Linked DNA regions of Mus musculus: regions 1, 3 and 4 are each linked to region 2. Evidence: chromatin contacts called from public HiChIP or PLAC-seq and promoter capture Hi-C data. All regions are on one chromosome and are shown on one strand. Each heading gives the region's core, a stretch centred on a gene start, on an enhancer-like site or on the middle of the called end of the contact. The rest is flanking DNA. Distances are from core to core; before and after follow the strand shown. Region 1 has its middle 12 kb from the start of Pik3r3. Region 2 holds the start of Ipp (IAP promoted placental gene). Region 3 holds the start of Toe1 (target of EGR1, member 1 (nuclear)). Region 4 holds the start of Rad54l (RAD54 like (S. cerevisiae)).

Region 1 (2,803 bases), core at 304-2,803, 300 kb after region 2:
AAGAACAAGCAACAATTTCCATGACCTCTGTGCTTTCAAACTAACTCATTCTCTCTAGGGCCCTAAAACCAGGACGAGACAGCACCCTTTCTTGGCCCTCTCAGGTTTTGTTTTTTGTTTGTTTGGGGTTTTTTTCCCCCTCTCTAACAGCCTAGCTCTCTTGGCCTCTCCCTGGCTTCTGACTGCTGAGTCTTAACCTCATGATTCTGTTCTTGTGGAATTCACTGCAGGCTTTATTCCCCAACCACAACTGAAACACATCCCTTGGATTAAGTCTTCTTTTCCAAGACAATAGAGGAATTGAGCCCAGAATCCTAGCTTGATATGGGGCTTTGTGGTTGCTGTTTCTGCAGTGTTTGCCTAGGACCCTGCAAATAAGAACCAGGCAGTACCCATCTCACCCGTGAATTGCTTCAGTTCTGAAACGCTTAACTCAATAACAGACCACTAAGACTTCTCTGTTTTGTTTGTTTTTTTTTTTTTCTTCTCTTTTTCTGACCAAGTCATATATTGAGGAAAATGATTATACCCTAGTACCACTTCAGCCAGTTCTATCTAACAATCTGTGTATACGCCTTAAGCCCAGAAGCTCTAAATATGGCCTTAGTTGAAAAAGAAGTCTTCAAAGGTGTAAGTAAAAATCTTGCAAGGAGATTGTCATAGGTTCAAGGTGAATTATCGATCCAGTGACAAATGTCCTTGTGACAAATGGGAAGAAGTAGATCTGAGACACAGCCATACACAGAAAGCTGTTTGAAGACAGTGGCAGGGGTCAGAGCAATACCTTTACAAGCCAGAAAGCACCAAGAATTACATGGCAACCCCCAGAATCTAGGAGAAGACATGCATTCTCTCTCAGAGTCTCCAGAAAGTCCTAACTAGTCCTGCCTACATCTTGGCTTTGAACCTTTGGACTTTAGCCCTCCAGTATTATGAAAGAATAAGTTTCTATTGTTTTAAGCCAGCCAGTTGTGGTAAGACACTATCGCAATCCTAGAGAAGTAATACCACAAATACCAGGCCGTCTTCTTCTTCTATATATTTTTTTAATGTTTAGAGACAAACTCTTATGCTGGAGCCCAAGCTGTCTGGCCCTCGGACTCGACTCACTGTAGTCTTCATATGTCAGCCTTCCAAGTGTTGGGACTAGAAGGGTAAACCATCATACTCCGTTCCATAATTTTTAAAATATTTTCCCATTTAGTTCATTTGTTTATTTTTAAATGGTGTCATGCTCTGGGACTGCTAGTGCACACCTTTAATCCCATTACTAAAGCGGATGGATCTCTGTGAGATCTAGTCAAGTTCTACACAGTGAGACCCTTGGGGGTAAGAGGGGTACACTTTTATAATTTTTTATAAGAAAATAAGTGAGGATGTTTTCATATATTTTCTTCTATGTATCTGAATGATTCGTTCATTTCAAGGACCCTCCAGTCTAGATCAGGTAGCCCAAAGAGTATCGCTTATGGATTATGGCCTGACACTGAATGAAGATCATGTCCTAGGCTGGTGAGTCTATTATCCCATTGTAGTGATGCCTTCAACATGAAATCTCCTTCCTTAACTTGCACAGGACTTTGCTCCTTGTCATAGGTGACCCCACCCAGGCCAAGTTAATTAGTTTTCCTTTCATAAATATTTTGAAATAGTACTCCCCCACCCAAATTAGACTTTTAAAGGATTGGACTTGACAAAGTATCAACCTCTGGAGCTGGCTATGGGTACTGTTCACCCTAACACTGAATTTCAAAGGAAACTACTCTTAAGGAAACCAAAGAAGGCAGGGCCTGGTGGAACTACCTACATTTCCAGACATAGAGATCACAAGGTCAAGGACTTTCTGAGCTACAGAGTGAATTCGGGGCTAGCCTTGTCCAGTGAAAGCCTGTCTCAAAACAAAAAAGTAAAAAGAAGGCTAGGAGGCAAGATCTTTAGGAGTTCAGGATCAACCTGGACTACATAGAGAGTTCCAGACCAGCCAGGATACATAGCATGACCCTGCCTCAAAAAGAGGGGGGCAGGGAGGGAGGAGGTCTGAGGATATGTAGAAGAATTTCACAACCAAAGACCTTCTAGGTCTGTGTGATCTGGCTGGAATGCAGACACACCTTTAGTACACACCTTTAATCCCAAACAATGAAGGTAAAGTTTAGTTTGTAGAAGGAAGCACCCATGTTTGAAAGTGATGTCTAATTGAGTGGTAGACAAAATGTTGAAGCAGAGAAAGATTTGATAGAATTAATATATACTCAACTCCCAGGAAAACAAGAGAAAAAAAGAAGCTACATAGCAGTGCAGAGAGAGGGAGGAGAAAGGGCAATCTTACTAGGACAGTTGTACAGAGACAGGTTACAGAGAGAGAACAACTAGACACAGGTGAAGACAGAAGGAGCCAGAGAATGAAGAGTCAGAAGTTTAGCAGATGGCTAGAGGCAGAGCTAAGAGAAGCCAGAGTGAATCAATCTTAGAGGTGAGTTTGAGCTAGAACAGCTGAGTTAAATCAGCTAGCCAGTGATCAGAAAGAGTAAGAAAGGGTGGGCTAATTCAACAGCAAGTCTCAGAGGCTGAAAACATGCTAGGCCAAGATTAGGTTCTATGGCGGCTTCTGAAACTAGGCCTAGGCTAGCAGTAAGCCTCTGAGATGACAATTACATCAGGCAAGTAAGTAAAAGATACTTTTACAAGGATAGAGTTGTATGACAGAGTGCTTATCTAACATGCATAAGACCCTAGGTTCAACCCCAGTGTTGAAGATGGAAGGAAGGAAGGAAGGAAGGAAGGAAGGAAGGAAGGAAGGAAA
Region 2 (2,826 bases), core at 298-2,797:
AAATAGAAGATAACAAAAATCCAACACTTTCATTATTTCTTATTTCCCAAAAAAAAGTTGAAGCTAAGAAACATGGCAACTTGCTATGAGAATCAAAGGGATAAATTCAAGTTACTGAAGAAACCACAAGTCCTTGCAATATAAGATCGACGATGAAGCAGAGGAAATGTAAAATGATTAAGGTTTTGTAATTCAGGCACCAAAGAAAACCAGTAATCAAAATGACAGAACTGTTGTAAGCTGATATTTTTAAAAAATTCAGTATATAGCATTCAGTCAAAATTATCAGTAAAAATGATCTGAAGGTGGGTGTGGTGGTGCAGAGGCAGGCAGATCTCTTAGCTCCAAGCCAGCCAAGACTGCATAGTAAGACCTTGTCATAATAATAATCTGATAATCATGACTATATAGACACTAATTTTGGGAGTTTTAAAGGAAGCCGCTAAAATTTACTTCAGCATGCACACAATGCATCTTACAAACAAGTGGCACATAAATACAATCTATTTCCCTCTATGTGGAAATTCGACCTATAGATGTTATTATACATGGCGTGGCTGTCAGACTTGTTGCTGCTCTGTATTCTCCCTGGCAGCAGATTCTGAACCCTCGCGGTGTGATTCTAGGCTACCTCCATTTCTCTCTTACTCAAGGTATTAAAGCACAGCCACAAGTCAAATGCCTCCTGTTACAACAAACAATTCACTTAATATTCACTTTGACAGTAGAGAGCCAGAATGTTTGTTGTCATCCTTCTCAGTAAATGTTGATGGCATTCCACTGCCAGTGGAGCACCTCATCCTAAACTGTGGCTTGGGAAATGCTTGTTCGTACAAACATGAAAAGTGAAGACCTGGGATTAGTGCATAGGGAGCTAAGAACTATGCTTCCATACAGTTTACTGGCTAACGATGGAGATAATCGGAGGGACTAAAGAGGACCTATGCTTTGATGGCCTGGATTTCCCGCTGAAGAGCATCTGAAAGTTAATTCAGTTAGAGGGCCAGAGCTCCAGCTGAGCATCAAAACAACTGAGACTCTTTGTGCTTGAGTTGGAGGCTGTAACTAGAACTCTGCCTAAACTGGTAGACACTAGAGGAAGAAAACCAACTCTGTGCTACTGACAGCGCGAGCCGGTAAGGAATTTCAGACTGGAGCCGGTAAGGAATTTCAGACTGGAGCCGGCAGAAGTCAGGGACAGGGTCCGGCCTTCGGTTTCCCCAGTGGGTGCTGGGAGAGCAGAGGCCAAGGCGCCGTGAGACTGGGAAGCTCCGGGACGCTAAAAACACACGGACGGTCAGAGCGCCTCCGGAGGCGACAGGACGAAAGCGGAGGAACGGTGCGTTCCAAAGCTCCAATCACTCGCTCTTCCCGGTCTGGAGAGCTGGACATGAGGAAGTTCCCAACCCTGTGAGAAACACAGACCGCACGCAGGCCTCGCTTACCCGCCGCGTCCCTTCCCGCCGGCGCCCTCCGGTGCTCTGCGCGCGCAGGCAGGCAGCGGAGGGGGCGGGGACAGTCTTTGGTGACAGGTGACTGCGAGTGCTGAAGGCGCAGCTTCGGCGCTGATGCGGGAACCTTCTACTGCGCGTGCTCCGCTTCTGGCCCCGCCTCCTCACAGCCACCGGCGTCGCTGGGTAAACCTGGGTAGCCGCTTGCTGGCCGCGGAGGCAGGTTCTTAAAAACCTCTCCCCTGCCTTGGGCTAGTGGACTTCCCTATTCCGCTCCATGCACATCTTCAATTCTTCAAGTGTCCCAGGCCAGGTACTGATCTCAGCGTCGAGGAAAATCACGTGCACCGTGCTTCTCTACCACCTTCCTTAGATCATTTCCTGAACCTCAATTTTGATACACTCCTGCCTACTTTGAAGTCAAGAATCAAAATGCCCACTTCTTTTTCAGTGTAGAGCATCATAATGTGTCCTGGTGCATTAGCAACGTCCAAACTTTTTTATAGTCTCCCCGCCCCACCCCAGGGTTTTCCGTGTAGGCCTAGCTGTCCTACAACTCACTCTGTAGACCAGGCTGGCCTCGAATTTAGAGATACACCTGCCGCTGCTTCCCAATTCTGGGATTAAAGGTGTGCACCACCATGCCCGACTGAGATTTTATTTTTTAAATGTGTGCCTCTAACCATAGGTTTGTATATGTAAAGGCTGTGCCCATGAAGGTCAGAAGATGGTGGTAGTTCCCCCTGATGCTGGAATTACAGGCTGGGAACAGCTCAGGTCCTCCTTGAGGGAAGTGGACTCTTTGCCAGGAGTTGTGGTGCACATCTATCATCCCAGCACTGGGAAGGCAGAGACAGGAGGATTTCTGTTGTGTACCTGGCCAGTCCAGTCTACTTAGTGAATTTCAGGATAGCTGGGGCTATGTAGAGAGACCCTTTCTCAAAAATAACAAGTAGTGTGCTCTCTTAGCCACATCATCTCTCCAACCCTCAAACTTTATGTTCCTGACCCATAGTGTACAAAAATATTTTACATCAAACACATACCATGTATTTGCATATTCAGATGTATAGCTAAGACAAAAATTTCACAAGACTATGCTTACATTTACTCCACATCTTCAATTTCTACTTTACATTTCATTATGAAAAGTGCAAAAAAAAATCTGCAAAAAGTGGCAGAAATTTAGAAAAGAGTAAAAGGAATTACTGGACCCCTGTCTGGTGCAAGGCTCAGCAATCACTGACCAATACTGGAAGGCTAGTTCCATGAAGATTTTCTATTGACTAAGCTATTTTATGGTGGAAGAAAAAAAAGAGAGATGGCTCAAACGATTAAGAGCACTGGCTGCTCTTCTAGAGGAACTGGGTTAGTT
Region 3 (2,700 bases), core at 49-2,548, 300 kb before region 2:
ACGGACCCACGCAGAAATCATACACGGAATTAAAAATAGTAACAAACCTTTTTTGTTTTTGTTTTTTGGAGACGGGTTTCTCTGTGTAGTTCTGGCTGTCCTGGAACTCACTTTGTAGACCAGGCTGGCCTCGAACTCAGAAACCCACCTAATCCGCCTGCCTCTGCCTCCCAAAGTGCTGGGGCTAAAGGCGTGCGCCACCATCGCCCACTACAAATCTTTTTTAAAAAGTCAAACTAGCCGGGCGTGGTGGCGCACGCCTTTAATCCCAGCACTCAGGAGGCAGAGGCAGGTGGATTTCTGAGTTTGAGGCCAGCCTGGTCTACAAAGTGAGTTCCAGGACAGCCAGGACTATACAGAGAAACCCTGTCTCGAAAAACCAAAAAAAAAAAAAAAAAAAAAAGTCAAACTAGAGTGGTTGTGCACACCTATAACCCAGCACTCCAGGTGTGGAGATTGCTTTTTGTTTTGTTTTATAGAGACGAGAGTTTCTCTGTGCAGCCCTGGAGCTCACTCAGTACACCAGGCTGGCCTTGAACTCAGAGATCCGCCTGCCTCTGCCTCCTGAAGGATGAGATTATTGTCAGGCACCATCCCACCCAGCCTGAATTTTTAAAGATAAGTTTGAAGCCTTTTATCTTTTAAGATAAGGAGAAATCTAGGTCGGTGGAGCTAGAGAACACTTCCTAGGATGGGACTGAATTCCGACATTGTTACCACCTACAGGTCAAATTAAGACCTACCAAAACCTTAACTCAAGTGCACATTAATACTTGGGTGAATTATCTTTAAAACGTTCCTGGTCATTTTACCACTTATCTACCTGTGTCCTGTAGAACGCTTCCCTCTCACTTCCTTATCTTTCTGGACTTGTGTCCATGCTCAGGACCCCTTTACTCGGCCGTGCACCCCTCTCTCCCGAACTCCTAGGCTTGCTTTAGCTCAGCGCAGGAGGCATTCTTTCCCCAACCCAGCGCCGAGAAGCCTGCGCTGCCCATGCCAACCCTGAGTTTGTGTAAGTGAAACGATCGGCTGTAATTTTAAGATTCCACGTTCCCGCCACCACAAATGAAAGCACAGATTACCTCCTGCGCAGTCTCCGACCGGCCGCTCCCAAGAAACCCCGAAGGGGGCGTGGCTTCGGTCAGTAGGACCGTCCAGCCAATAGACACTCAGCGCGCGCAAGGCCCACGCTCCGCACCCCGCCCGACCACTCGGAACGGAAGTTGACCCTACGGGACCCAGACGCCGAGACCCCGCCCCATCCTAGATCCGTGTCGCTTCTGGAGACGAAGCGGAAGTCTCTGCGTACCTCCAGAAGGCTGGCGAGGGGCGTCATGGCCGCGGACAGTGACGATGATGTGCCTCCAGTTCCAACGCCCTCTGACGGTGAGCGGCTCCCCAGGGATGGCCACAGAAGCCTAAGGGGTCCTGGGGAGGGAAAAGCCTCGGCCCGGTAGCTCGGAGACAGGCCTGTAGTTCTTCTTGCCTCAGCTATCTTAGACTACAACTCCCAGTGTGCAGCGCGTGCAACTGCAAAACCCGAACTGTTGTAGAGTGGAGCAGTGAGGTGGGATGGGTGGTGTGTTTTGGACGGAGCCGGTGGTTGTCAGTCGGTAATACCAGAGTGCGTAGTCGTCCACAGTAAGTGGAGCTTGGGTTTAACTTTGGAGCACTCCGGTAGCTGTTGAGGCATCATGTATATGTGGCTTTATGGGATCGGTTTGTGTTTGAGATAGGAGCATGCTCTGTAGGCTAGCCTTGAACTCGTGGTCCTTCAGCCTAATGCTCCCTAGTCCTGGGATTACAGGCTGGAGGATAAAGAATCCTCAAAGGTTATCTAGTCCACTTTTCTCCTGATCATGATGCAAAAAAGAAATGATTTCCCAGTCCCACATAAAGGCACTAAAAGACACAGATGCCCTTTTTCCAAATTTAGGGCACTGCCCATTTCAGAGCTTGTGTTTAGAGCTGGTAGATGTAAAATCTTTAAGTGAAAGCTTGTCAGTGGGCACCCCTTTGCCCACATCTAGCTTGGTGTTTGCTCCACAGGGACCTTGTGAAACCATCTAAATCCATCAACGCCCTTATCCCCAGGTGGTGTCAACAAAAACACACAACCTGCAGAGGAGTTTGTGGTTCGGGTTCCTGTGGTAGACGTGCAGAGTGACAACTTCAAGGAGATATGGCCATCACTCTTGCTAGCCTTAAAGACAGCTAGCTTTGTGGCTGTGGACACGGTGAGGAGTGGGAGGAAGGGAGGGCAGGTGGCTGTGAAGTGTTTGGTGATGGGTGTGGAAAATAACCACACTTCCTTTACCCACCCATAGGAGCTGAGTGGGCTCGGGGATAGGAAGAGTTTGCTGAACCAGTAAGTATAAGCCTTGCCTGTGATCCCAGCTCTAACAAATATGTAGGTCTCAACCCAGAAGCTAGGGACTGCCAGCCCTGGTAGTTTGGGTTCTTTGTGAAACTAACTCATGCCCAAACCCAACTCTAAGGTGCATTGAGGAACGTTACAAGGCCGTGTGTCATGCTGCCAGGACCCGTTCTGTCCTGTCCCTGGGCCTCGCCTGCTTCAGGCAGCAACCAGATAAGGTAGGAATTACCTTCATCCCAGGTCTGAGGGAGGCATGGGGCCTGAGAGTTGAGATCTTAATGGTGGAAATTTTTCCTCCCAGTTTTTGGTAAAGTAGATCC
Region 4 (2,787 bases), core at 9-2,508, 380 kb after region 2:
TTTGTGTATGTGATTTTGTTTTTCATTAAGTTGCTCACAGCCTTCTTGTCTCCCAGCAAGATATTCCTATGGAAATTAAAATTTCTTCGGTTCATTGTTCCCAAAAGCCAAGGAAAGGACATAAGTATCTCTTTAGTATATCCTCATTTCTGCTAGGCGGGCTGGGGATGACAGAGGGTCATAAGTTTAAAGATAACCGGGTTACACAGCAAGACCTTGTCTCAAATAACAACAAACCTCAGCAGTGACCGCCTCACGAAGTTCTACCACTATGCTATATTCCTAGTGCCCCCAAGACACCACACACACACACACACACACACACACACACACACACACACACGACAAAATGGGGACAATAAACCTTATCTGAGGATAGTAAATGATTTATAATAGCTAAGGAGATCCTTTTAAGTAGATAGTGATTAAGTGTAATGGGCATGCTATTTTGATTAGTGAGCACTTAGGTAATACATGGGGGCTATGTTAAATACTTTGAACACTTTTTTTTTTTCCCGTTCTTGGAGGGTCTTTCTACAGAGCTGTCGCTGTCCTGGAACTCATTATGAAGACCAGGCTAGTCTCACAGAGATCTGCTTGCCTATGCCTAGTGAGTACTATAATTAAAGGCCTGCGCTACCAGGCGCAGCTACTTTGTTCACTTTAATTAGACCCTGTGAATAATCCCTTAGGAGAGGTACTATAATAATATCACTTAAAGGAAAAACGGATTTTTAGAGAATGGGTGACTATGCCCCAGGAAAAGACAGCTAGCTTATTTCAAGACATCTCAGACCAATTGGCAGTGCAGCACCAACACCTCCGCTCACCTTTTGACTGGCCACTGGCCTTGCCTGCTTCCAGCTCAGATTTCTGCTCCAGGTCTGGCACAATAAAGAGCCTGAATCAAATTCCCAAAAATGTGCTGCCTTTTGAAATCTATTCCAGTAGCAACTCCTCCGCACAGTACTTCGGTGCAAAACATCTATTTGGTTCAGCTGCTTCGGCCAAAGGCAGGAGCCAGGAAGAGGGACCGTTGGCAAGTAAGAATTCTGGCACCTGCCTGTTGCTGCCACCAGGATAAGCCACAGCTCCTAGTGGTCTGTTGAGCCTCTGGGCGGAAATCCAAGACCCTTATTAGCCTCAGCCCTAGGCCCGCCCCTTCCTTTAGGCCGGATCGTCGAGCGTCAAGTTCACTGAACGCAGCCAATAGGGGACTGTGGTGGCAGAGTGGCGGGAGGTTCGATTGACACTGCCTGGAGGCTCTTAACGCGCGCTTTGGGAAGAGGAAGAATAAGGGGAAAGATACCGGAGTCGCTCTTTGCCTCTCTTCAGCTTCTAAGATTCTCCTCCTCCCAACCTGGATTTTTAACTGGTCCTTCCTGGGTTCCTGTTTAACTTCCCACAAGGCGTTCCTAGGTCTCTGCTTGCCTTCCTCACACTGAGGTTTGATGTCGGTCCAGCTCTGGTAAATTCTATCCCTCTCCTAAGAATTCAGGCGTCTCGCCTTCGTACTTAAGACTGTACTTTTTCGTAGGTGTTACTCTCAGGGAAGCAGCCCAGCTAGGGACGTTATTCCAACTCCACTTTGCTCATCTGCAACTTCAATCTGTCTTCTTTCCCATCCTAGATTTAGACCCAGCTCCGCTTGGACTTGGCTTTGGATATTTTGACCTTGAGGAACTTGGGGACCGACATTCCTGGTTTGGACCCAAGCCTCATCCTCTGATTGCATCCCCTCCCCTCATACCGACTCTTAAGACAATATTTTCAATGATATAGCAACTTCCTTTTATAGCATCCCCTGGTCCTGCATTCTCTGTTGCTGAGTGCTTTTAACTTCGCTGATGGGCACTTGACATTTGATGCTTCTGGGGCCAGGATGGTAAGTGTGACCTTAAGCTGACTTAAGGGGCCTGGCTGCAGGATCACTGCAGGAACTCACTTTCTGTTCTCCCTTGCAGAGGAGGAGCTTAGCTCCCAGCCAGTTGGCTAGGAGGAAACCAGAAGACAGATCATCAGATGATGAAGACTGGCAGCCTGGGACAGTAGTGAGTGTTTAGGGGAATAAGGAAAATGAGGTTCATAGTCATCTTGAGAAAGTACCTTTCATACATTTTTGAAGCTTTTTTTTTTTTTTTTTTTTTTTTTGAGATGAGCTTCTCACCAGGTCTGTAGACTATGGTCTGTCTCCCAAATGCAGTGTGTGGTCGTAGGCATGTGCCAGGCACACCTGGCACTTAAGGTTTTTTTTTTGAAACAGTGTTTCTCTGTGTAGCCCTGGCTGTTCTGGAACTCTGTTTGTAGACCAGGCTGGCCTTGAACTCACACAGAGGTTCCCTTGCCTCTGCTACCCAGTGTTGAAAGTGAAGGTGTTTGCCACTACTGCCCCGCGTAAGTAAATTTTAATGAAAATTTACAGTATACTAAGCATTGGAGAAGATTAATAAAATTGTTATCCTTGGGGCTGGAGAGATGACTCAGTGGTTAAGAGCACTGACTGCTCTTACAAAGGTCCTGAGTTCAAATCCCAGCAACCACATGGTGGCTCACAACCATCTGTAATGAGATCTGATGCCCTCTTCTGGAGTGTCTGAAGACAGCTACAGTGTACTTACATATAATAAATAAATAAATCTTAAAAAAATTGTTATCCTCCAGGTAGGTTCACTAGAAATTAATACAGTTTCAGTTTTCTTGGTGGGAGGAGAATATCAAAACCAAGGAATGGTAATGTTGGGTTCCAGGCCTGCCAAAAGTGGGGGTGGTGGTGTACTAATATATTCT

What was found. HiChIP or PLAC-seq counts read pairs in DNA pulled down with a chosen protein or histone mark. Capture Hi-C pulls out chosen DNA fragments and counts their contacts.
Region 1: a contact with region 2 is called in an H3K27ac HiChIP or PLAC-seq map of embryonic stem cells, with 6 read pairs. The contact joins the enhancer-like site here to the promoter of Ipp in region 2. A contact is called at or near these places in 1 of 484 Hi-C or Micro-C datasets (CD4 T cells), 5 of 115 datasets of contacts at active chromatin or transcription factors (bone marrow-derived macrophages, differentiating embryonic stem cells, embryonic hindbrain and 2 more) and 3 of 9 other capture datasets (adipose tissue, macrophages and pancreatic islet).
Region 3: a promoter capture Hi-C map of adipose tissue shows a contact between it and region 2. The contact joins the promoter of Toe1 here to the promoter of Ipp in region 2. A contact is called at or near these places in 3 of 484 Hi-C or Micro-C datasets (CD4 T cells, CD8 T cells and the G1E-ER4 cell line), 1 of 115 datasets of contacts at active chromatin or transcription factors (pancreatic cancer cells) and 2 of 9 other capture datasets (adipose tissue and pancreatic islet).
Region 4: a contact with region 2 is called in a promoter capture Hi-C map of adipose tissue. The contact joins the promoter of Rad54l here to the promoter of Ipp in region 2. A contact is called at or near these places in 8 of 39 promoter capture datasets (the C10 cell line, the HPC-7 cell line, cranial neural crest and 4 more), 1 of 15 datasets of contacts at CTCF or cohesin (the NIH/3T3 cell line), 2 of 484 Hi-C or Micro-C datasets (B cells and palatal mesenchyme), 6 of 115 datasets of contacts at active chromatin or transcription factors (the 230-238 cell line, bone marrow-derived macrophages, embryonic basal ganglia and 2 more) and 3 of 9 other capture datasets (adipose tissue, embryonic stem cells and macrophages).

The regions. Positions count from the first base shown.
Region 1 is chr4:116,208,216-116,211,018 of GRCm38.p6, reverse strand. No RefSeq gene overlaps it. Among named protein-coding and RNA genes, the nearest start is that of Pik3r3, 12 kb to the left of the region's middle. Within about 2 kb of position 1,553, at least 24 of the 459 cell types and tissues checked have an H3K27ac peak or open chromatin away from gene starts, as enhancers often do. A contact at or near this core is called in embryonic stem cells, where this site is marked.
Region 2 is chr4:116,506,270-116,509,095 of GRCm38.p6, reverse strand. Ipp (IAP promoted placental gene) reads right to left here and starts at 1,547. Exons shown (of 9, transcript NM_008389.3): 1 at 1,446-1,547.
Region 3 is chr4:116,806,157-116,808,856 of GRCm38.p6, reverse strand. Toe1 (target of EGR1, member 1 (nuclear)) reads left to right here and starts at 1,298. Exons shown (of 8, transcript NM_026654.2): 1 at 1,298-1,389; 2 at 2,098-2,240; 3 at 2,331-2,371; 4 at 2,502-2,598. The coding sequence starts at 1,338. Mutyh (mutY DNA glycosylase) reads right to left here and starts at 1,123. Exons shown (of 16, transcript NM_133250.2): 1 at 1,086-1,123.
Region 4 is chr4:116,122,160-116,124,946 of GRCm38.p6, reverse strand. It overlaps Rad54l (RAD54 like (S. cerevisiae)), which reads left to right and starts at 1,258. Exons shown (of 18, transcript NM_009015.3): 1 at 1,258-1,885; 2 at 1,965-2,051. The coding sequence starts at 1,883. 2510003B16Rik (RIKEN cDNA 2510003B16 gene) reads right to left here and starts at 1,107. Exons shown (of 3, transcript NR_131048.1): 1 at 831-1,107.